Linked DNA regions of Culex pipiens: region 2 is linked to region 1. The links are chromatin contacts, called in public Hi-C maps. All regions are on one chromosome and are shown on one strand. The core of a region is the stretch at or near the end of the contact, and the rest is flanking DNA. Distances in the headings are between cores, read along the strand shown.

What was found. A called contact is a pair of places that touch in the nucleus more often than the background predicts.
Region 2: a Hi-C map of embryo shows a contact between it and region 1, with 8 times the contacts expected there. The contact joins the promoter of LOC120426208 here to the promoter of LOC120426403 in region 1. A contact is called at or near these places in 2 of 3 Hi-C or Micro-C datasets (embryo and whole body).

Annotation. Positions count from the first base shown.
Region 1 is chr3:27,583,814-27,589,340 of TS_CPP_V2, forward strand. It overlaps LOC120426403 (WD repeat and HMG-box DNA-binding protein 1), which reads left to right and starts at 2,814. Exons shown (of 6, transcript XM_039591163.2): 1 at 2,814-3,008; 2 at 3,066-3,997; 3 at 4,060-5,243; 4 at 5,301-5,459. The coding sequence starts at 2,932. It overlaps LOC120426021 (mitochondrial enolase superfamily member 1-like), which reads left to right. Exons shown (of 6, transcript XM_039590700.2): 5 at 1-38; 6 at 159-506. The coding sequence ends at 457.
Region 2 is chr3:27,716,303-27,721,829 of TS_CPP_V2, forward strand. LOC120426208 (protein PAT1 homolog 1-like) reads right to left here and starts at 3,049. Exons shown (of 3, transcript XM_039590919.2): 1 at 2,891-3,049; 2 at 2,204-2,819; 3 at 1-2,145. The coding sequence starts at 2,660. The coding sequence ends at 359.

The DNA of each region.
Region 1 (5,527 bases), core at 1,564-4,063:
AATCTTGTCCGTCTATCTGATGGCGAAGAAGTTCAACAGTAAGTTCCTTATTCTTTTTTTTTATTCTTTATTATAGAGTTTTTCAGCCGGAGGCTGGTTCAACAGTAAGTTCCTTAACTCTTTTTCGGAAATTTAAATTTTCAATGTTTTTCAAACAGCAAAAGTCTGTCCGCACGCCGGTGGAGTCGGATTGTGCGAAATGGTGCAGCATCTGCAGCTGTGGGACTTTACGTCCGTTTCCGGTACGATGGACGGGCGAATGGTGGAGTTTGTGGATCAACAGCACGAACAGTTCCTGCATCCGGCTACGATAAATGCGAAGGCGTGTTATGTGGCTCCGGTGGCGCCTGGGTACTCTACGGAGCTGAAACCGGAAGCGGTGGAGCAGTACGAGTACCCTCGTGGAACGGAGTGGCAGCGGATGTTTGATGAGGGGGTTTTTGCGAGGGAAGTTTGAAGAATTCTGGATTTTTGAAGAGATTAAATTTTCTGCTTTTTTAGTAATATTTGTATTGTTATTTTATTGGATGACTTTCCCTTATAGCCTTGTTTTAAAGTTTAAGTAATTTTACATCAACTGGAAAAAAAACTCCATATTAATGCAAACTCAACATAAAATAAAACGTAACATCTTGGATGTAAATACCGCTAAAATTTAAAATAAATTTGGATTGTTATTATTTTCAATATTGAAATTTAATTATTTAAAAAGAAAGCTTTGTAAACCACAGGGTTGTTACGGAAACGTCGAGAAAAAATCCGCGCCAGATCCGCGCCGACCCCAAACCCAATCCGCGCCATATAAAAAAAAATCGCGACAAACATAGAAGAGAGTAACATAATGAATGAAATTTTAAACGAAAAAAGAATAATACAGAAGGCATTTGGATAAGTACCGTTGATCAGTTGTGGATTCATATCCCACTTGTACCAAATGGAACCTTTTTTGCCATTTCTGAAACAATATTAGCATTTTTTGCAACACTTTAAATATCGTTGCTTTAAAAACAAATTCAGGAAAAAAAATAAATTCGAAAATTTTAAAAAAATTAATGCCATAAAATAAATCACCAAATTATAAAATTTAGGTATTTAGTGCTTAGTGAATTATCTCGCTAAAACTTTACTCTGGAAAATCGAAACACGAAATTTCTATTACTTTCTTCTCTAAATTTCTCTAAACTAAAATATGACTCTGAAAATGATCCGAACTAAGAAAATGGCAAAAAAAAAAAATTAATAATTTAATAATTTAAAATTTAATAATTTAATAATTTAATCATTTATTAATTTAATAATTTATTAATTTAATAATTTAATAATTAAATAATTAAATAATTAAATAATTTAATAATTTAATAATTTAATAATTTAATTATTTAATAATTTAATAATTTAAGAATTTAATAATTTAATAATTTAATAATTTAATAATTTAATAATTTAATGATTAAATAATTTAATAATTTAATAATTTAATAATTCAATAATTTAAAAATTTAAAAATTTAATAATTTAATAATTTAATAATATAATAATATAATAATTTAATAATTTAATAATTTAATAATTTAATAATTTAATAATTTAATAATTTATTAATCTGAAAATTGAATAATTTAATAATTTAATAATCAAATAATTTAAAAATTTAATAATTTAATAATCAAATAATTTAAAAATTTAATAATTTAATAATTTGATAACTTAAGAACTTTCTTAAAAAATTAAAAATTAACAAAAAAATCAATTGTAATATTTTCGTAAATTTTCAATTTAATAATTCGTACTTTTTTACGTTTTTTGAGTCTGTAAGTTTTGACAATTTCAAATTATGAATTCTATTTTTTTTATTATTTGAATATGTAAATTCTGAAATTTCAAATTGTTGAATTCCAGATTTCTTATTTTTTTAATTTTAACATTACATTTCGCTTTTAACGGAGATTTTAGCAGATTTCTAAGTGGATTTCGTCATGTTGTGATAATGGAGCATTTCTTTTTCTACAATGTATTTCTTATGGAGCGAACTGTCAAAAACTGCTCGACTGCGGGTGCTCCATTGGGAGTAGAATCAATTCTACCTGAATCAGAGTGGCAACAGAATTTTTATTTTTTTCAATAAACCAAAAATTTAAAAATTTAAATTTTTATATTGAAAAACATAGAAAATCTAAAAAGTTTCATAGCTTCAAATTTTTAAAATTCTGTAATTTTTCGAATTTTGTTCTTTTGATTTTAATGAAATTTGATATTTATTTGAATTGTAAGGCAGATGTTTTAAAAATAATGAGTTGTAATGTTATGTTGAATTTATATAACAAATCTCAATACATTAAAAAATCGCTACTTGAAGATTATTTCAAAGTTTCATATTAAGAAAAAAAAAAACAATCAATGATTTTTAGAAGAAAATTTTAATCATTAACAACTTCTTAGAATCTTATGTTTTCGCACTCAACGAAAAGAATTAATTTATTTAATTCCTAATAATATTTTCCTTTGTAATTTGAAAGAAATTCTATCGTTCTCAATTATTTTATTTATCAAAATTGCTATCCGCGCGAAATCCGCGCCTGAGTAAAATTAGCCAGCAAATCCGCGCCAGATCCGCGCGATACGCGCCATCCGCGCCATCCGCGCGATCCGCGCCGTCCGTAACAACCCTGAAACCAAGATCGAAAAATCTGTGACACTCTAAAATGTCTGTACATCTCTGCTTGTACAGCTTACACCACAGTTCGTTTCGTTTCAAACCGTTTCACAACAAAACTGTTTCAGTACGTCATCGAGTCGGTTTGGCGCGCAAATCGTTGAACCAGCATTTCCAGAAGCAAATCGGACCGATTTCATGTTATCATAGTTCTGTCGTAATTTTAACGATTTTGTAACAATTTCTTGATAAATCGTGCCAGCGATCACAGCCCCAGAATGCCGTTCAAGCGTTCCAACATGCGGTACGGCCACATCATAGGCTACACCGGCGTCACGTACCAGGACGATGGCGAGTGAGTATTTTAGATTACTCGGAAGATCTTTGGGCTAATTTGTGTCCAACATTCCAGCCGTATCATCTCGATCGGCCAGGACGGCGACATCCGCATCTGGGACGGGGTGTACGACGAAGACCCCACGACGTCCTGCCTGGCGGAGAGCATCTGGGCGGTGCTGCACAGCGGGTCGCGGATTTTGGTCGCGACCGATCTGAACACGGTCCAGGCGTACAAGTACCCGGAGCTGGAGAAGGACGGCATCGAGTTTCGGTTCACGGCGTTCGTGACGAGCTTGGCGCGGAACGAGCGCTTTCTGGCGGCGGGTTCGGAGGACGGGACGATCAAGGTGAAACCGGTCGACGGGGACGAGTTCGAGCTGGGGGGGCTGGATGGGCCGGTGCTGAGTATGGACGTCAGTCGGAAGGATCTGCTGGCGGCGAGCTGCGGGGATGGTCAGCTTAGGATTTGGAAGCTGAACGGGAAGGATTTGGTGCAGACGTTTGGTGGGCTGAGGAAGGTGAAGAGCTTTGAGGGGAACGTTTTGTACGGCACTCCGGCGTTTGAACCATCGCGGGGTCATTTGCTGGCGTACCCGAAAGATCAGGGAATCGTGGTGGTCGACACGAGCTCTTGGGAGCAGCGAAAGGTGCTAAAACATCCGAAAATTTCGGCAAATTTTTCCAGATGTGCATTTTCTCCGCGGGGGGATTATTTGGCCGCCGTAACGGAGAAGGGTGACATTGCCATTTGGGAGTACAAGACGGAGCAGCTAATTGAGGGGGAGGTCGCTGCATCGGAACCACATCCAATCATTGGTTTGGCGTGGCATCCGAAGAACAACGGAGAGCTGGTGATTTGCGACGATCAGGGCCAGGTTGGGGAAGTGAAGGATGTTTTTGAGTCGCTGGATGACGGAAATGATTTGATGGAGATGGCGGAGAGGGAAGCGAACGGGGACATGGAGCTGGACAATGATATGGACGTCGAGGACATTTATTCAAAGTGTAAGTTAGATCTTTATTGTTAACAGGAAACACTCTTATTTTGACGCTTTGTTTACTTCTAGACGTCGCAGGTGAGAAACCCGTCGAGGACGAATCCGACGACGATGACGAGAACACAATTTCGGTGAACAAGCTCAAGAGTCAGTACATGCTGCCGGAAGCGGACGATGACCTGCTCGTGGATATGCTGGGCAAGGCGAAAGCGGAAGATCACGACGACGAGGACTCGCGGTCGGTCGCGAGCGCAAAGGTTGTGGCGAAATCGTTCCGCATGCAGGAGTACTTCCAACCCGGATCGACGCCTGTGAACTTTGAGAATCGGTACATGTGCTACAACCACGTGGGCATCATTCGAGCGCACCGGAGTGTAAGTGATGAGAAAGAAAACTCGATTGAGGTGGAGTTTCACGACTCGAGCAAACATCACGGGATTCATTTGAACAACTATTTGAACCACAAGGTCGCTGGACTGAGTGAAACCGTGGTGGCGATGGGTTGCGGTTCCGAAGTTGAAAACAAGGGAAGCAAGCTGGTCTGCATAAATCTGGTTTCATTTGGAAATCGCGAGTGGAGTTGTACGATGCCGGGGACGGAAGAAATTATTGGAGTTGTCGCGTCGGACAAGATCGTCGTGGTTGCCACTGATGAACGATTCTTGCGGGTTTTCACCACACGAGGAACTCAGCGCGAAGTCCTGTCCGCGCCAGGCCCTCTCGTAGCAATGGCCGCCTTCGGAGATCACTTCCTGGTCGCGTACCATCGCTCGCCGGCCAACGAAGATCAGCAGCTGAACCTGATGATCGTGACCTGTGTCAAGTACAAACTCCGCTGTCGGGACATCCCGCTCTGCCTCTCTCCGGGTGCCGAACTTTGCTGGCTTGGCTACTCGGACAAGGGCTCCCCGGTGGCGTACGATTCCGCTGGCATCCTGCGGATCTACCACGCGACCGCCAACATGTGGTTCCCGATCCTCGACGCCGACAAGTACAAAGCCGGCGCCTCGGACAATCTCTTCATCGTGACCGTGGCGGAATCGCTCCAGCAGGTGCAGCTGATCGTGTGCCGCGGGGCCAAATATCCCCTCACCAACCCGCGCCCGCTGCCGATGAATGCGACCTTCTCGCAGCCGCTGTGCGACGTCGAGGGGGAAAAGGGCGCGCTCGAGGACGTGCTGATGCGGTCCGTGTACATCAAGTCGGACGAAGCGGAAACGGTGCTGAAGGAGACCGCCATCAAGCTGTTCGCTGTGAGTTCAAAGTTAACTTGCAAATCCAGATTGAAAAGTAATCAAATTCAATTTCAGCTTGCTTGCCGCTCGGAGACGGAGCAGCGGGCAAAGGAACTCGTCGAGACGATCGGCTCGAGTCAGCTGGTTCCGATCTTTATGAAATATGCGAGCAAAATCAAGCGGTACCACCTGGCGGAAAGTTTGGCGCCGCTGTTGCCCACCTTCCAGCAGCAGGTGAGTTTGAAGTCTCGCAGTAGCGACCAAGTTCTAGGTACTTGAAGTTCACGTCGGTGTTCCGGAAA
Region 2 (5,527 bases), core at 1,799-4,298, 130 kb after region 1:
TATATATTTAGAAAGGTTACTAACGTCCGTCCGCGAATCCAGCTTACCGTAAATGTCCACGTGGAGGAACGGGAAAAAATCGAACGAAATGTGTTCATGGGATTATTTAATGTTGTTATTATCTACCTAAACTTTGAAAGTTACTATTTTCAGTTCTCTAAAAAAAAAGGTCTCTCGTCTACACACATCATCACTGTCCGCTTGAAGTAAACCGTTACAATAGGGCTTGATAGAATATATAGGATAGAGTTAGAATAGTGTCTAGGGTTAGTAACGCGAAGCAGTTTCCGGAAATTTTTACACGATAGAAGAGAAATGATAAACAAAGAAAATAAACACAATTTACCTGACCCCGGCTCTACTTTTTGTCCCCGACGGAGACGAGCGCGAGCAGCTTCAGCTCCAGGTCTAAGCTCGGGTGCCGCTGGAAGTGGTTCCGCAGGGTGCCGAGAATTTTACAGTCCGGGTCCAGCTTCAGGAGCACCTTCTGTGGACCGACGCCAACGCCGGACACGGCTCGCGAAAGCTCGCGCAGGAATGCCTTCCATCGGTCAGCCACTTCCGGTGTCAGGGCGTCGTGCAGGTGTTCCATTCGGTCGACCAGGGTCAGCACGGTGGTCAGCAGGAAGCGACACTTGGACACGAGGGGAAATAGCTTGTCCGAGTTGAGGAAGGTATCGAGCAGCGGGAGAAGTTCGCCGATGGATGAGTATTTGACGTGGCTCTCGAACTGGGCAAACAGCGGACTGAGCAGCTCTTCCGGGTCGTCGCGCTCTCGCTTGGGAAGGGCGGCCAGGGAGGCGAGGATCGTGCACCAGAGGATCCAACGGAAGGGCACGTCCTTGAGGACCGCTTGGATGCGTTTCAGCAGAATCTTTCCCTTGCGAACCGACATCACGAGCAGGACTCCGTCCGGGGTCAGTCCGCTCACCAGTTTCTCCAGCAGCGAGTGGAACGTTTCCTCCTCCCCATCCGTGCCATTTGCCGCCGTGAGGTTGTTTTGTTCGTCAACCTGTTGACCCCGTTCCAGCGCCATCAGTCGTTCACGTTCCTTCTTTTCCTTCAACAGTTGCTTCGCCTCGATCGCCAGTGGGTTGGCCAAATCTTCCAGCTTCAGCAGAACCTTGTACAGACTCTCAACATGCAACAGAATCTGACGCGACTTCCGCTGGGACAGCACCTCTGAGCTGAGCGGAATTCCGCTGTTCGTGCCCGTCTCCGCCACCACGTCCTGGTCGATGATCTTCCTCGGCGCGGTCACGCTGCCACACTGTAGCTTCCCGAGCGAGTTTTCAAACTGCAACGGCGTGTAGTTTCGCGCCGGCACCTCCTTTATGTCCGCTCCGCTCTTTTCCGAGTTGCGCCGCTCGCGGCCCATCAACCCGTTCCGCTGGAGCATCTGCTGCGAAAACGGATGGTAGAACGTGTTGTCCTTGTGCGCTTTGCTTTCCCGCTCGTTTTCGCCCTTCTGGCGCTCCTTCCGGTCGCGAAACACGCAAAAGTAGTAATCGTTGTAGTAAGGCGTGTCCTTGTTCAGCTGCGACAGCTGAATCCCCAGCAGCCACTGCTTGTCCCGTTCGCTCATCAGGTTCGCGTACTCGTCGTACTCGCCAGACCTGTTCAGCTTGCCCCGGTGATGCTGCATCTGCTGCTGGTTCTGGTGGTAATTTTGCCGATTATTGTGCTGCTGGTAGCGATTCTGGCCCTGCTGATGCTGCTGCTGACGGTGCTGGTTCAGCATCGGATGGTTTTGCTGAATCTCCTGAACCAGCCGTTGGTTGAAATTCGCGTGGCTCTCTCCTCCCGGGAAGTTTGGCGGCGGAACATTCATCGAAAACGGCGGCGGAACGTTCGTCTGGAGCAGGTGCAACGGTGGCAACGGGGGAACCATGTTCAACGGCGGCGGAAAGTTCACCGGAATCGTCAACGGCGGCTGGTGATTCATCATGCCGGGAAATCCGGGCGGCGGACGGGGCAGTCCCATGCCCGGATGAAACGGCGGCAGCTGCTGGGGAACTTCCGGCGGCATCGAGTGCTGCGCCTGCTGCTTGATCATGTTCTGCTCGATCTCCTCCACCGAACAGATGCGCATCTGGGCCGGGTTCGGCAGCGGAAAGTTGGGCGGAAGACCGACAAAGGGACCACCTAAAACAAGCAAAAATGTTAACAAATTCCCTCTCTCACAAAATCTCCCCACCCTTACCTGGTCCCCCGCCTATCCTCTGATGGTGCTGCTGCTGCTGCATCGCCGCCATCAACGAACTCTGCGGATGGTGCTGCTGCTGCTGCATCGCCGGATGTGGCAACTGCGGCCGCGGCGTCTCCGGCTTGCTCGGCATCGTCCACACGCTCGGATCCAGCTGCAATCTCGCCTCCGACTCGTTATCATCGTCCAGCTCCAAATTATCAATCCGAACGCTGGAAAAGTTCATATCCAAGTCCGAATCCGGCCCCGAATCGCCATCTCCGCCCTCCCGCTGATCCAACCGAACCATATCCTCATGCAGCTCCTCCCAGTCCCCCTCCCGTGCCTGCCCAAACGTCTCATCGTTCAGCGCATCGTACTCCTCCTCCGAATCATCCGGACCGCCCCCAATCCCCCCGCCTCCGTCATCCTCCACCGGAAGATGCGTGTCGAACCCAAAGAAGGAATCCGTCATTGTGGCAGCAGCGTCCTCGGTCCCGAATCCCAACCAGCGCGGACAAATTGCGCCCAACCGCTTTGTTTACAAACCGCCGCCAAGTGGCCACTCCGTCCTCCTCCGCAAGACACAACCTTTTGGCACTTTCGTCGTCGAAACCACAACACCACACGGCAGCTAGAAGAGAAATTCCACATCAAAACCATCGCCCCGCGAGGAAACTACCGCCGGACCCCGGCCAAACTCACCCTTGGTGGCGCGGCCACGGATTAAAAACGGAAAAACAAACAGGGAATCGCGGGTGCGCGCACCAAAAAGAAAAACAATTAGCGATGAGATGGAGCAATGCTACGAAATTCCGACGACGACGACGTTTGACGTTTACGCGGCCCGCGAGCGGCGCGACGGCGATGACAGCAAGATGACAGTGCCGACCAGTGATGGCAGATCCGGTGGGAATTTATAATGTTTGTGGTGAGAGAAAAAAATAAAATTAAAATTTGTACATAAATTTTATTAGTGTATCCCGTTCACTTTTTACCGTTAACTTAAAATAAGGAAAGGACTTGGTGAAGGATCTTGGAGTTTTGTTTAGAATTGAAACATAAAAAATGGTTAAAATTACAAATCATTGAAAAATTAAGAAACTATCAACTTGCAGCACTGACAATCGCGTGGCGCACAAGCATGCAAAGGGAACGCGGTGAAAGTGAAATAACACGCGTAGGGAACTTTTGAATTTGTTAGCTTCGACGCGCGTTTATTCTCAAATGTTTGCAAATCAATGAATCAGTGGCGAATGATTAAAATTTAACAATAAACTTGAGGTGTTATTGAATCCTTTAAAATCGGAGGGGTTAATGGTTGTTACTAATGAATATTATTTTCCACCGTCATCATTTTGTTCCATATTACGTATTATTTTTGCCGCTGAATAGTTTTCCACGCTTTCACTTTTTTTTCGTAATCTTAAAATTTTCATTTTTTGATTTGGATGAAACTTTGTCCATGCATTCCTTATGCCAAAAGAAGTCATTTTGCATAATTTTTAGTTTTTCCATACAGGTTTCCGTATAATTTTGGGTATGAAAATGCATGAAATTCTGCATCTCGGGAAGAGATTTTCTGATCGATTTGGTGTCTTCGGCAAAGTTTTAGGTTAGGAATTCGAGCCTAGATCGACTCGAGGCTCGAGCCAAAATTCTCGCTGTGTTTTCGGAAAAAAATGGGTACACGGAACAAAAATCTAATTTTTATTTAACTTTTTAGCGACGCAAAATTTAAATCTTCGAACGAAAAATCATGGCAATGATGCAAGTTTTCACGTTAAGATCTTTGAGTGCTTTTTAATTCGAATACGTTCAAATTAGCATACATTCTGTACGTATTTTTGATTTTTTTATATATATGTTAAGGGTTCTTCTTGAAAGAACAGCGCATCTGAAAAAAATATTTTTGAAAAGCTGAGTAAATTCCAACAATTGGGTACTAAAGCCCTATGTCAATTTTTATGTACCACGGTAAATAACACGATTAAAAACAATTTCTGATCACTTTTCTTCATTTTAATGCAAAATTTTTTTTTGACTAGACAACATTTTTTCGATGGATCAACTATGGTCCCCTTGGAACGAGCTGTCAAGTAGGAACTTTTCTGTCAAGAAGGACCGCGAGGTTAATGATTTAAAATTGATTTAAAAATCCATTTTAAACTCTTTGTGGTCGTACAAAGGTTCATTGTACTCAGAAAAATAAGCTTTATCGCTGTAAACAATAATATCAGCAATCTAAGCTTCATTTTAGGACCCAATTTACTGTTTCTGAGAAACAGCCTTCCAAAGAATCCTAAGAGTTCTAAGTGTTAAGCGGTATACGCACTTCGGAAGGAACCGGTCAAGAAAAAAATCAAATGGGCAGCAGCGGCAGCGCAAGCAAGTCAGAGAGGGTGAAGAAAAGCCCCAAGAAATCACTCCCTCTCCTTTGTTCTGCTGTTCGTAAAGCTGTTTCTTGACCCCTTTCCTTCCGATCTGCATACTAACCTTTAGCCGGTAATTTTTATTTTGGAAACTATTGGTCCGATTTTCAATGTTAAAGGATGAAACTTTTGCAAAATTGTCTGATCTTTTCAATGAAAATATTTCAAAAATTGTATAATTAAGTCTACACTATAAAATAAGGAAAATTATATATTTGTAGACCTTTTCTAAATTTTTTTAAATGAAAAAAAATAATATTTTTTTAAAAAGATCAGCAATATAAATGTGTAGATTTAAAAATGGAACCAATCTAGGAACCAATAGTTTCCGAGACATGGTCAGTTGAAAATTCAGGCTAACAAAAAATATATTTCTAAAGGTACTTTTCTTACAGGAAGTATTTTTAAATTGGGTACTAAAGCCCTATGTAAATTTTTATGTACAACGGTAAAAAACACGAATAAAAAACATTTCTGATTACTTTTTTTCATTTTAAAGCAAAAATTTTTTTTTGACAAGACAACATTTTTTCGATGGATCGACTATGGTCCCCTTGGAACGAGCTGTCAAGTAGGAGCTTTTCTGTCAAGAAGGACCGCGAGGTTAATTTTTCAAAATTGATTTAAAAATCCATTTTAAACTCTTTGTGGTCGTACAAAGGGTCATTGTACTCAGAAAAATAAGCTTTATCGCTGTATACAATAATATCAGCAATCTAAGCTTCATTTTAGGCCCCAATTGCAAAAAAATGGTACATTTTCTTTAAAAAAAACACACAAAGTCAAGCACAAAGTTCTTTTCGATTGCAAATTCAATTTGCTTTAAAAAATGTTTTTTAAACAATTTTTATAATCCAGGTTTTTGATATTTTCCAAAAATCTCACGACCTTTATTTAATTTATGGTCTTT